Linked DNA regions of Bos taurus: region 1 is linked to region 2. Evidence: chromatin contacts called from public Hi-C data. All regions are on one chromosome and are shown on one strand. The core of a region is the stretch at or near the end of the contact, and the rest is flanking DNA. Distances in the headings are between cores, read along the strand shown. Region 1 overlaps ERGIC1 (endoplasmic reticulum-golgi intermediate compartment 1). Region 2 has its middle 59 kb from the start of DUSP1.

Region 1 (6,156 bases), core at 483-2,982, 210 kb after region 2:
CCCAAGTACTGGATGGAATAGCATTGTCATTGGCCTGGCTCAGGTCCCATGCCATCCTTGTGGCCTGGAAAATGAATGGTGTGCTCCAGTGGGCCAGCCCCACCCAGACTGCAAGGACAAAGGCTGCGATGGAGTGGGGCTCCCCAGAGAAAAGTCAGAGGCCAGTCACTAGAAGAAGGAGGATGGGATGCGCGGAGGCCAAAGGCCGGATGGCCGCTACAGGCGCTCCGTCTCATCCTCTATGAGATAGGAATAACAGTCCCCACTCTTCCTGCCTCCCATGGCCTTGTGGGACTCAGAGCAGATCAGGAAAGGGCTGCTCTGCAGTTACAGAAAACCATGTGGATACAAAGGATGTTAAAAGTTTGGTGCTCATATGAGCCTCAAAATAGCCTTTTGCTGTTCTCTGACTCCATAAAAATTTGAAACTTCTCATTAGCCAAGGGTACTTAACATAAAGCTAAAATACCAGACACAGATTGGAAGAAGATATTTGCCCCACATACAAGAAAGATGTGGGGCTTCCTGAGTAGCTCAGCTGGTAGAAAATCTGCCTGCGATCCAGGAGACCCCAGATCCATTCCTGGGTCAGGAAGTTCCCCTGGAGAAGGGATAGGCTATCCACTCCAGTATTCTTGGGCTTCTTTGGTGGCTCAGATGGTAAAAAATCTGCCTGCAATGGGGGAGACCTGGGTTCAGTCCTTGAGTTGGGAAGACCCCTGGAGGAGGGCATGGCAACCCACCCCAGTATTCTTGCCTGGAGAATTCCCATGGACAGAGGAGCCTGGTGGATTATAGTCCATGGGGTCACAAAGAGTTGGACACGACTGAGCAGCTAAGCACAGCCCAAGAAAGAGGTATGCTTCAGAATTTATATATCAAAAAGTTCCTAAAGGGAATTCCCTGGTGGTCCAATGGTTAGGACTCAGTACGCTCACAGCTGTGGGCCCAGGTTCAATCCCTGACTGGGGAACAAGGATCCTGCAAACCACATGGTGTGGCCAAAAGAGATAAAATTCCTACAAGTCAATAAGACAAAGTCAAGTGATCAAAAAGAAAATAGGTAAGGACTTGACTGCTGACAGAAGAGACCACACTGAAAATGGAAAGATGCCAAGGTTCACTAGAAACCAGAGGAATGAGATTCAAAACAGCAAGACCCAATCGTATGCTATCAAACTGGTAGAAGGATGGGCCTGCCCCATAAGGACTGGGAGGACACGAAGCAGGAGGACCCACATATGTTCTCTGATGTGAATGGGCTCAGCCACTTGGATGGAGATGCACTAACCCTTTGGCTCCAAATTAGGGAATTTGAGCAGGTGATTCTACCCAAGGCCCCACGGGGTAGCAGCCCAAGTAGGTCGTGGCGCTGAGTCTTAGCCAGTACTCCTACTGCAGGCCCAGAATAGGACAGAAGCGAAGACGCAAGTTGGCACCCCTGTGTGGACGTGGTGTGCATCTCAGAGGCCCTGGGGTCTGCAGCCTGGACACTGGTGGAGAGATGACCGTGCCCACACCTCGCCATGGGGTCAGGAGGCTCTCCTGGCCTGCTTTCTGTTTGCTCCTGCATTCCTGACAGCTGAGGCTCTGAGTGTTGAAATTTCTTGCCAAGTGGCTGAGAAGTGAAGTGACTTCATTTATTTGCTAAATAATATTTGCTAGACTTTACCCTGTGCTGGGCAGCAGGAACAGTGAACTAGACACAGTCTCTGACCTTAGCTTGCTTCCTGGCAGGCCAGGGAGATGGCTGAGCCCACAGAGCTGCAGTCCGGATCAGCCAGGACTCTGATGTGGACCAGGCACCCCAGTGACAAAGACTCTTCTCTGTTGGGAAAGTTCAGAGAAGGACACCTCAGGATGGGTCTTGCAGGGTGAGGAGGCGTTTTCTAGGCTGGTGAGCAAAGCTGAGAGAGTCTCAGCAAAGGGAGTAGTGTGTGCTGAGGCGTACAGCACAGCGTGTCTTGTGGAGGCCTTGTAGCTTCTTTTGATGGGGAAGGACTTCTGAGAGCTGGAGGTCCCCCAGACCCCCAAGGCACAGGCCTGACCTGCATCGCCTGGAGGCCTTCTTCTCTTCCCTTTGGCCACCAGTCGCTCATCCACCCCTGCCCTGCCCACCTCCACCTGAATGGGGACCATTCTGCAGGGTACCTCCTGACATCATTAGCCTGCTGGGTTTTCTGAGGGCCCCATGCTGCCATCTTGGTTGCCATGGCAACTGTGGGGCTCAGTCCAGTGCGAGCCCGCCGGCTGTCCCTGGCAGATGGCGTCATTGTGGAGCTTCAAAGGCCCCTGTCACTGGGCGGCAGATGTGGGATGACGCTCACACGCAGACACACATGTACAGAGACCTCCAGGAGCCCTCGCTGGGCAGGGTGGGGCCAAGAGGGAAGTGGAGGCACCTGCTGTGACTTTTCTTTCTCTCTTTATAAAATCAGACACTTGTGTGCAAAGCCCCCGAACCCCCAAAGGGGGCCTCTGCAAATAGCGCCTCAGAGGGGCTGTTGAAGAGGGCACTTAAGCCAGGATGTCGTCATGTGGCGGCTGTGTGGAGGCAGCTGTGGGTGGGCTGGAATGAGGGGTGGGTGCAGTCCAGGGCGGCAGAGTGGGTGTGGAGCGGAGAGGCAGGTGGGACCTCCCCGAAGCATTCTAAGTAACAAAGCCCTGGCTTATTCAGGGCTGCCCCTCCAGGCTCTTATGGTCTACAAGACCTGTTCATTCTCAGCCTGAGCAGAGGAGGCATCCTCCTTCCGGAATTCTCTACCAGGCTGCCCGAGGGTCCTCTCTCTGGATACCTGGAGAACCTTGTTCAGACCGCTACCTTGTGTTGTTCCAGAAAATTCCACCACTGAGGGAATAAACAGATGGTGTTTAACAACATGCAAGCGATCCCCTTTAGAGTGCCCCCTCCCACATGCACACATTTGTTCCCTACCTCGCCACTTGCCAAAGCCCCTTTTTGGAGATGGCCTTCAAGTGGGCAGTGGTGACAGATTAGATGGCTTTGGAGGTGTCACATTGCTTTCCTTGTGTGTTTTATGCTACTTGGGGGGAGCAACCAGAAGTCACCAAGTATATACCAAACTGGGTCAGTATGGTCATGAGTTTTTGTCCACCGGAAAGTAGCAGCTGTGATGACACGTCCCCGTTGGCCAGCAGGGATGGCTGAGTTAGGTAGCATCCTTGACCTCGCGATGCTCCTTGCCAGTGAAATAATCCCCCAGTCTTTTGATTGCACTTCATAGCTGCCAGGCCTGAGTGTGAGGAGTTCCAGGTCTAATTCACCTCTTTGTTACCCACATCTAGCACGGGACTTGGCCTGGATACAGGTGCTCAGAAATATACAAGGGACAGCTGCTTAAAGGAGTGATCATAGAGCTGCACTTATAGCAGCTACTGGGTACCAGGTAATTTTACAGTCATCTCCTTTAATCCTACTAGGAGCCCTCCAAGATAGATGGTATCATTCCTGTTTTATTTGGAAATTAGCTGAGGCCCTGAGAGGTAAAGAAACTCTTCTAAGATCACACAGCCAGGATATGGCAAGGCCAGGACTTTGCCCTCCAAACATGCCTCTGCCATACCCTTCCCCACCAGCTTGGGAGCCTGCAGTTTCCAAAACAAAGACTCTCAAGGATGTCCCAGCTACAGAACCCCCAGAAGCCACGGAGCCCTTAATAAGACACCAGGATCATCTGATATAGTGACTTCTATCTTGGGACTCAAGAAGAAATATTGTAGCAGGAAACAAGCCAATATCACGAGCACGTGTGGGAAAGTCACAATCACGCCTGTGTAGACGCAAGCAAGCAGGCAAGCTGTCCGTCTGAGGCTGGTCAGCTGCTGATGTGCAGGTCTTCCTGCCTTTATCCAATTACTTCTCACTCATCTGTTGGGCACCTGCAAGGATTTTTCCATTGACAAAAGGCAGCAGGTGCATGGGGTGGGGGGCACATGGGATGGTAAAAGAACAGAAGCTGAGAGGAGAGAAAACTGAGGAGGTTTTCCATCTGAGACTGTGTGCTGGGGAAGGCCAGCTTGGCAGCTGCACTGCTGCAGCAGCCGTCTCAGAGCCTCGCTTCTCTCCCGCTCGGGTGTTCCTTGGTGCGTCTCTCTCCCCCGGAGGGTGGGCTCCATCACCATTCCTCCAGAGCGGGGCTAGCACAGCGAGTTATGAGGCGGTGTGAAACAGCGAGCCAACACGGGGAGGGCACACGCCTTGGCCCACAAGAGAGTTTCCGTTACTTGAGGAGCAGAGCAGAACCCCAAATTAGCTAGGTTATTCAGGTCTGGAAATGGGTTAAAAAACAAAAACAAAACCTTCAGTTCGGGTCCTTCCGGGCATTTGAGCCAAGTTCGTTCTTCCAGAAGGTTGTGCACCAGGCCCTAATTGCTCCAGCTGGGTCTGGAACAGAAGCGCCTGGCACTTATTTTCTAGGGCAGGTTCTGACACAAGGAAGGAGTATTAGAATGGCATGGGCTACGTTGTATAAACCACACTTATTTTTACAGCCCCACAGCTTCTTCATGAACTTCCCTGACAGAGACTTCTTACCTCAGGATATCTGATATGTAAGACTTAACAGAGCTGAGAAAACAAAATAGAAAGAAACCATCTATTAAAAAAAAAAGAAAGCCATCTGTACGTACAGATGAGGACTGAGGGGAGCCTTCAGGTCAGGGAGAAGCAGGTGGGAGAACTGAAGAAAAGCAGACCCCCTGTAGCCTCCCAGACCTGGGTGTTCCTCCTGCTTGCCCACTGGGTATAGCTGTGTGACTGTGGGCAAGTCATTCCGTCTCGGAGCCTCTGTTTCCTCACTATGAAAAGGCACTCAGCCTGTTTGCCCCACCACTTGCCACGATGGGGTGGGAAAGCAGAGGAAAAGTGCAGTCTCGGCGCTGGCACATAGTAGGTGCTGAACAGAGGGGGCAGTGACGGGGAGGGTTTGGGGTTCTTGTGTTTTTGGCTTTAGCACATGACGTGTGGGATCTTAGTTCCCTGACCCGGGCTTGAATCCACACCCCCTGCTTTGGAAGTCCCGAGTCTTAACCACTGGACTGCCAGGGAAGTCTCCAGGGTGCTGGGTATTTTGCAGCTGCAGCCACTGTAAAAATGGCAAGGAAAGGGCTCCACTCTCTCCCCCCAGCCCCCTGGAATAAGGGGCGCAAGTGGGAGGTTCGGCAGGCATGACCCCATGGCTGGAGATCACCACACCCTCTCCTCCCCGCCTCTACTCCCACCTCTCCCAGCTCCAGTCATCAGCTTCCCTTCCGCGACAGCCCCCACCTCTCTCAGCCACAGCCTCGGTGTTCTCATCTGAGGCTCCAGCCTGACTGCCGCCGCCAGCATTTGATGGGACTCTGATTCATTATTTATTTCCTCAGACTGTGCCTTTTCCCCGAGCCCTGCAAGCTGGGCTGCCTGCAGGAGCAAAGTGAACGAATGGTTCCCAGGCACTTCCAGTGGTACATCAGGCAGCTGGACAGAGCCTCCTAGTGGACCCCGTTCACAGATGAGAGAAACTGAGGCTCTGGGAGGTCCACTGGCTTTCCCAGCCAGGGTTGCAGAGCTGGGAGCTGCCCCCAGGAATGCTGACTCCGGAGCCTGGTGGAACAACAGAGGGATTCAGGCCACCAGCCAGTGTGGTTGGAACGTGTCCTCTTCATATTATAAGGCATCAAGAGCCATGAATAAAATGTCAAGGGAACACACACGCTCCTTCTTCTTAAGGTAGACGAGCTGACTTCATTCTCCCCACAGTGGAAGGGCGGGCAGCTGGGGGAGCCACAGGGAGGAAGCGTCAGCCTGAGAACAGAGGGGCATTATGGATGGCTTCTGATGGAAGCAAAGGAGCGTGCATCTCCCAGACTCACTGGGGCCTCCGTACTGAACTGTCCTCGTCTCCATTTCTGGAGCGGGCCTGCTGACCGGAGCGGGCCTGCTGACCAGAGCGGGCTCGCGTGTGCCTGCTGGGGTGGCCACTCCCAGTTCAGCAGCCCCACTCTCCCCTTCCCTACCCCCACCCCCGAGGTTGTTCCCCTGCCTAAAGGTGGGAGATGCAGGAAGCCAAGGGAACAGGCAGTCAAGGGGGGGTGTGTGACACAGGCAAGCCCATAGCAGTCCTGACATGGGGAGGGATGGGGATCAGCCTTCCT
Region 2 (6,558 bases), core at 3,196-5,695:
GCAGCACGCCAGGCCTCCCCATCCGTCACCAACTCTTGGAGCCTGCTCAGACTCATGTGCATGGAGTCAGTGATGCTATCCAACCATCCCATCCTCTGTCTTCCCCTTCTCCTCCTGCCTTCAGTCTTTCCCAACATCAGGGTCTTTTCAAATGAGTCAGTTCTTCGCATCAGGTGGCCAAAGGATTGGAATTTCAGCTTCAGCATCAGTCCTTCCAATGAATATTGATTTCCTTTAGGACTGATTTCCTTTAGAGACTGGTTTGGTCTCCTTGCCGTCCGAGGGACTCTTTGTTTGGCTTGGCTTGCTTATTTTGTTTCTCTTGATTTGTATTTGTGTTTGTGTTCCTCCATCTGACATATCACTTAGCATAATACCCACAAGGTCCGTCCACGTTACTCCAAATAGCAAGATTTCCTCTTTTTATGATGAAATAATATTATGTTGTGTACACACACACTTCTTGAACTATTCATCTATCAACAGGCATTCAGGTTATTTTCATATTTGGTTATTGGAAATAATGTGGCTGTGAATGTGAGAATGCATGTATCTTTTTGAAGCAGGGTTTTCCTACTCTTCAGATGGACACCCAGAAGTGGGATTGCTGGATCATATGGTAGTTTTATGTTTAGCTTTATGAGGAATCTCCACACTGTTTTCCATGGTGGCTGCACCAATTTTCACTCCCACCAACTTATAGGAGCGTTTCCTTTTCTTCACATTCTCTCCAGCACTTACTGTTGCTTGCCTTTTTGATGACAGCCATTCTGATAGTCATGAGGTGGTACTTCATTGTACTTTTTATTACCACTTTTCTCCTATTTAGTGATGTTGAACATCTTTTCGTGTGCCTATTGGCCATCTGTATGTTTTTATTGGAAAAAAATTTCTATTCAGATCCTGTCCCCTTTCCCAAATGAGATTTTTAACCTAGCCTGAGAAACGCTCAGCTGGAAGAAGCACAAGCTGGAATCAAGATTGCCGGGAGAAATATCAATAACCTCAGATATGCAGATGACACCACCCTTATGGCAGAAAGTGAAGAGGAACTCAAAAGCCTCTTGATGAAAGTGAAAGAGGAGAGTGAAAAGGTTGGCTTAAAGCTCAACATTCAGAAAACGAAGATCATGGCATCCGGTCCCATCACTTCATGGGAAATAGATGGGGAAACAGTGGAAACAGTGTCAGACTTTACTTTTGGGGCTCCAAAATCACTACAGATGGTGACTGCAGCCATGAAATTAAAAGATGCTTACTCCTTGGAAGAAAAGTTATGACCAACCTAGACAGCATATTCAAAAGCAGACATATTACTTTGCCAACAAAGGTCTGTCTAGTCAAGGCTATAGTTTTTCCACTGGTATGGATGTGAGAGTTGGACTGTGAAGAAAGCTGAGTGCCGAAGAATTGATGCTTTTGAACTGTGGTGTTGGAGAAGACTCTTGAGAGTCCCTTGGACAGTAAGGAGATCCAACCAGTCCATCCTAAAGGAGATCAGTCTTGGGTGTTCATTGGAAGGACTGATGCTGAAGCTGAAACTCCAGTACTTTGGCCACCTCATGCGAAGAGTTGACTCATTGGAAAAGACTCTGATGCTGGGAGGGATTGGGGGCAGGAGGACAAGGGGACAACAGAGGATGAGATGGCTGGATGGCATCACCAACTCGATGGACATGAGTTTGGGTAAACTCTGGGAGTGCTGCAATTCATGGGGTTGCAAAGAGCCGGAAACGACCAAGCGACTGAACTGAACTGAAAGTCCTATATTAAGGTTAACCTTGAATGACCCACAATGACTTCCCTTTGTGCCATAGGGATAATATTCTTCCTCCATAAAATCAGTGATCAGGTGTGGCTAAAGGTACACAATAAGCCCCCGACTCTTTGCGATCCCATGACCGTGGGATTCTCCAGGCAAGAATACTGGAGTGGGTTGCCATTTCCTTCTCCAGAGGATCTTCCAGACACAGGGATCGAACCTAGGTCTCCCGCACTGCGGGCAGACTCTTTACTGTCTGAGCCACCAGGAGCTCACACAATAAGCCTAAAGTTCCCCTTTTAGGAATCTGGAGAATTTGTACTTTGAGTTGAAGGAATTATGGAGAAAATGAGACGGCTTGACACACACACAAAAAAGGCCAAAAACAAACAAGCAAAAATGCATGTTTTGAGGTCCCACCTGGAACTCCCGACCAGAGACTGGGGCTGGGCCTGGCCACGGGGTCTGAATGCCCTCTGGGGTGAGACCTCCAGGCTGCTGCAGCCTGGCCTCAGGCGTGGGCAACAAACCTGTTTTGTTTATCTACTTTGTTTTGTTCCCTCCTTTGAAGGGAGGGAAGGACCCTGAGGAAGGAAGCGCGGAGGGGCCGCTTTGGGACCCCAGGAGAGAGGAGCAGGAAGTCGAGGCGGCGCCTGGCTGCCAGGAACCCTGAGGGGGCAGGACCCACCAGCTGGAAACCTCCCCGCCGCAGCAGGTCTTACAGCTTCTGTGACCACTGGGACCACTCCGACAGCCCTGGGGGCTGTGGAGGGCTGGGAAGGAGGTGCTCAGATGCCCCAGGGAAATCGCTAGGCACGACTACCATGCCGCTGTCCTGCATTTGCAGCTTGGGCCCAGGAAGCTGCCTTGGGAAGAGGCCTCAGGTCATTTCTCTGTCCTGTGGCCTGGGCATCTCTGGCATGGAAAGTTTTGGACCCACCAGGCCTGTGCCCCTCACTGGTGCTGTGATATGACCGACACTCCATCTCCTCTTCCATCTGCGGACTCCTCCTGTATAAATTGCGGTCGTGGTGAAAACGAGAGAGCAGTTTCAGTATACCAAGGGTGGCTCCGGACGCTCAAAGCAGCAAAGCTGGCTGGGGCGGCGGGGCAGCAGGAGGAAAGGGCAGCATGTCATCCTCACAGCATGGATTTTTGTCCCTGGGGTAAAGGGGAGCCATGAAAGGGATTAGCCCAGGAGACACACGATCGAATTTGCATTTGCCAGCGTGGTGCTGGCAGAGGCTGAGACGGGGAGGAGGCTGCATCCACCAGGGCTCCTGGGACCAGCTCCAGGCCACACACCCAGGGTCCACATGCCTGCTCTGCCCACTCCCCACTGCTGCAGACCCACTTAACTCACCCTGCCAATGCCTTAGTTTCCTCACCTGTTAAATGAAAATAAGAGGATTATGAGAATTAAATGAGAGACAAAGCACAAGGCCAGAGTAAGTGCTTAACCCAGGGTGGCCATAACTCTTCATCAGTAAAAACCGTCATTTTATGCAGAGTACATCATGTGAGATGCCGGGCTGGATGAAGCAAAAGCTGGAATCAAGATTGTTGGGAGAAATATCAACAACCTCAGATATGTAGATGAAACCACTCTGATGGCAGAAAGCGAAGAAAAACTCAAGAGCCTCTTGATAAAGGTGAAAGAAGAGAGTGAAAAAGTTGGCTTAAAGCTCAACATTCAAAAAACTAAGATCATGGCATCTGACACCATCACTTCATGGCAAATAGATGGGGGAAAAGTGGAAACAGTGACAGATTTTATTTTCTTGGATTCCAAAATCACTGCAGCCACAAAATTAAAGGACACTGGCTCCTTGGAAGAGAAACTATGACCAGCCTAGACAGCATATTAAAAACCAGAGACATCACTTTACCAACAAAGGTCTGTCTAGTCAAAGCTATGGTTTTTCCAGTAGTCATGTATGGATGTGAGAGTTGGACCGTAAGGAAGGCTCAGTGCTGGAAATTTTATGCTTTTAAATTGTGGTGCCAGGGAAGACTTTTTCTGTTTTCATTCAGAAAGGCCACTTTATTGATGGAGGTAAAACTGAAAGGTGTTCTCCACAGCCCTCCCTCACTCATGTCAGTGGCTTCACTGGGGCCTTGGACTTCAAGATCCAACCAGTCAATCCTAAAGGAAGTCAACCCTGAATATTCACTGGAAAGACTGATGCTGAAACTGAAGCTCAAACACTTTGGCCACCTGATGCAAAGACCTGACTCATTGGAAAAGACCCTGATGCTGGGAAAGACTCAAAGTGGGAGGAGAAGGGGAAGACAGAGGACGGGATAGTTGGATGGTATCACCAACTCAATGGACATGAATTTGAGCAAACTCTGGGAAATGGTGAAGGACAGGGAAGGCTGGCATAACCATGGGGTTACCATGAATCAAACACGACTTAGTATCTGAACAAGGAAAGAGTCATAATCAATGAATGCAGGAGTTTGTGAAGACCAAAAAGGACGAAGTCACTGAAGGCCCTTGTGAATGCCTGAGGAACAGCGTGGCCCGGAGGACACAGTGTAACAGGACTCCCTGGCCCTCCTTGGGTGCCAGGCTGGGAGCCGATGCCTAGATTGGACTCCCGCCCCTTTCCTCCCTGTGCCCTGGCCCGGTCCACCCACATGACCCAGCTTCCTGTTTGTGATGCCAAGGCTGGTGGGAGGAAATCAGTGCCCCAACCCTGGGGCTGGAGGGCAGGAATGTGGATGTGCTGACGTCAAAGCGTGTCCTAGTTCTAGGGAAGTCGGGATGGGAAGGGCTTCCTGCAGCTTCGCCTTTGATCCCATGGCTGCACTGGAGATGTGAGCCAGCCCAGAGGGAGTCCAGCCACAACAGCAGGTTTTTTTTCTGATGGACGCCCCTGTAGGCAAGTCAGGGTCCTACCCCCACACAGCTGCATGGTGCAAGGAAATCACCTCCTCCTCTCAGGCTCAGCTTCCCTAGGTATAAAGGTCTATAAGTGTCCATTGCAAAGCTTCCTTCACTCCTGGGACACATATTAGGGGACCCAGCCTGACCTGGAAGGACTGATGCTGAAGTTGAAGCTCCAGTACTTTGGCCACCTGAGGAGAAGAACCAACTCATTGGAAAGGACCTTGATGCTGGGAAAGATTGAGGGCAGGAGAAGAAGAGGGCGACAGAGGATGAGATGGTTGGATGGCATCATGGACTCACTGGACATGAGTTTGAGCGAACTGGGAGATGGTGAAGGTCAGGGAAGATTGGCATGTTGCAGTCCATGGGGTTGCAGAGAGTTGGACATGACTTGGAGACTGAAGTCTCCTGGCTGAAGCCTGACGTGGCTGATGGTGGGGGTAGGAAAGGAGGCCCTGAAGCCAGCAGACTGTGGCCCAAAGCATTTCTGGAGGTGGCTGCAAGGGAGTTTTCCCAGCATCAGGCCTGTGACTCAGGCTGAAGCCTGACCCAGGCACTTCCTGGCCCAGTGACTCAGTTTCCCCAGCTCTGCAGAGACATAATATACCTCTTCTCAGCCGTGCAAAGGCAGTGAGGCATGGCTGATATGTGTCCATCTGTGGGGGTCCTTCATAATATCATCTATCAAGCACTTGCCATGCCCTCAGAGATTTACCTGTTTTCAATCGATTCCAAATTTAGTCCTAAGAGATAGAGACTGGGATTGCTTCCATTTTACAAAAGGGTAAACTGAACCTTCCCTGGTGGCTCAGTGGTAAAGAACCTGCCTGCCACCGCAGGAGCTGAGATGTGCTTGGTCGCCCAGTCGTGTCTGAGTCTTTACGACTCCATGGACTGTAGATGACCAGGCTCCTCTGTCCATGGGGATTCTCCAGACAAGAATACTGAATACTCCATGCCTTCCTCCAGGGGATCTTCCCAAACTGGGGATCAAACCCAGGTATCCTGCACTGTGGGAGACCATCTGAGCCACCAGGGAAGCCCAAGAATACTGGAGTGGGTAGCCTATCCCTTCTCCAGGGGAACTTCCCAAACCAGGAACTGAACTGGGGTCTCCTGCCTGCAGTGCAGGAGATGTGGGTTCAATCCCAGGTCAGGAAGATCCCCTGGAGAAGGAAATGTCAACCCACTGCAGTATTCTTGTCCGGGAAATCCCATGGACAGAGGAGCCTGGTGGGGCTACATATAGTCGATGGTGTTGCAAAGAGTCAGACACGACTTACTGACTAAACAAAAGCCACAGCAAAGTGAGGCTCAGAGAGGTGAAGGAAGCTGCCCAAACTCACAGAGTTAGACAGTGGCAGAGCCAGAAAAAGAGCACTGTGTATCCCCGACATCAGCAACACACCCCTTTGACCATGGCACGGCCATCATCCCAGAGCACGATGGGCAATCTGCCCCACAGAGGGTCTCCCACCCATTCAGACCTGCAGGCCCCCAGAATGTGAGGAGGTGGCCCGGACCATCCAAACCTGTGTGCAGGTCTGCCCACCCTTCCCCGGGTGATCGCCCGTGTCTCCCTGAGCCGCAGGCTCACCCCTGCCCCACGCTCCCTCGAGCACAAGGGCTCAGGCTCTCCACCCCCGAGTGATGGGAGTGAAAGAGTGCACACCCAGGAGCACTGGGAGATGTCTGAGGAGGCCTCAGAGCAAGGTCTTGGGACAGCATGAGAAACCAGGAGTGAACTTCCCTGGGAAGGGCACAAGGAGTAGTTTCCAGAACCTTCTACCGCCCTCCACTCTGTTCTTCTGCCTTGCCTGCCCACCCTCACACGGCCTCTCTGCCTTTCTCCAGGACACTGCTCAGCCCCACCATAGGGCCAGGGAACCTGGGAGAGAGT

What was found. A called contact is a pair of places that touch in the nucleus more often than the background predicts.
Region 1: a contact with region 2 is called in a Hi-C map of liver, with 6 times the contacts expected there. The contact joins two enhancer-like sites. A contact is called at or near these places in 5 of 11 Hi-C or Micro-C datasets (blastocyst, blood, liver and 2 more).

What each region holds. Positions count from the first base shown.
Region 1 is chr20:4,697,664-4,703,819 of ARS-UCD2.0, forward strand. All of the region lies in intron 9 of ERGIC1 (endoplasmic reticulum-golgi intermediate compartment 1), which reads left to right. Among named protein-coding and RNA genes, the nearest start is that of RPL26L1, 16 kb to the right of the region's middle. Within about 2 kb of position 1,733, at least 8 of the 102 cell types and tissues checked have an H3K27ac peak or open chromatin away from gene starts, as enhancers often do. A contact at or near this core is called in liver, where this site is marked.
Region 2 is chr20:4,481,221-4,487,778 of ARS-UCD2.0, forward strand. No RefSeq gene overlaps it. Among named protein-coding and RNA genes, the nearest start is that of DUSP1, 59 kb to the right of the region's middle. Within about 2 kb of position 4,446, at least 14 of the 102 cell types and tissues checked have an H3K27ac peak or open chromatin away from gene starts, as enhancers often do. A contact at or near this core is called in liver, where this site is marked.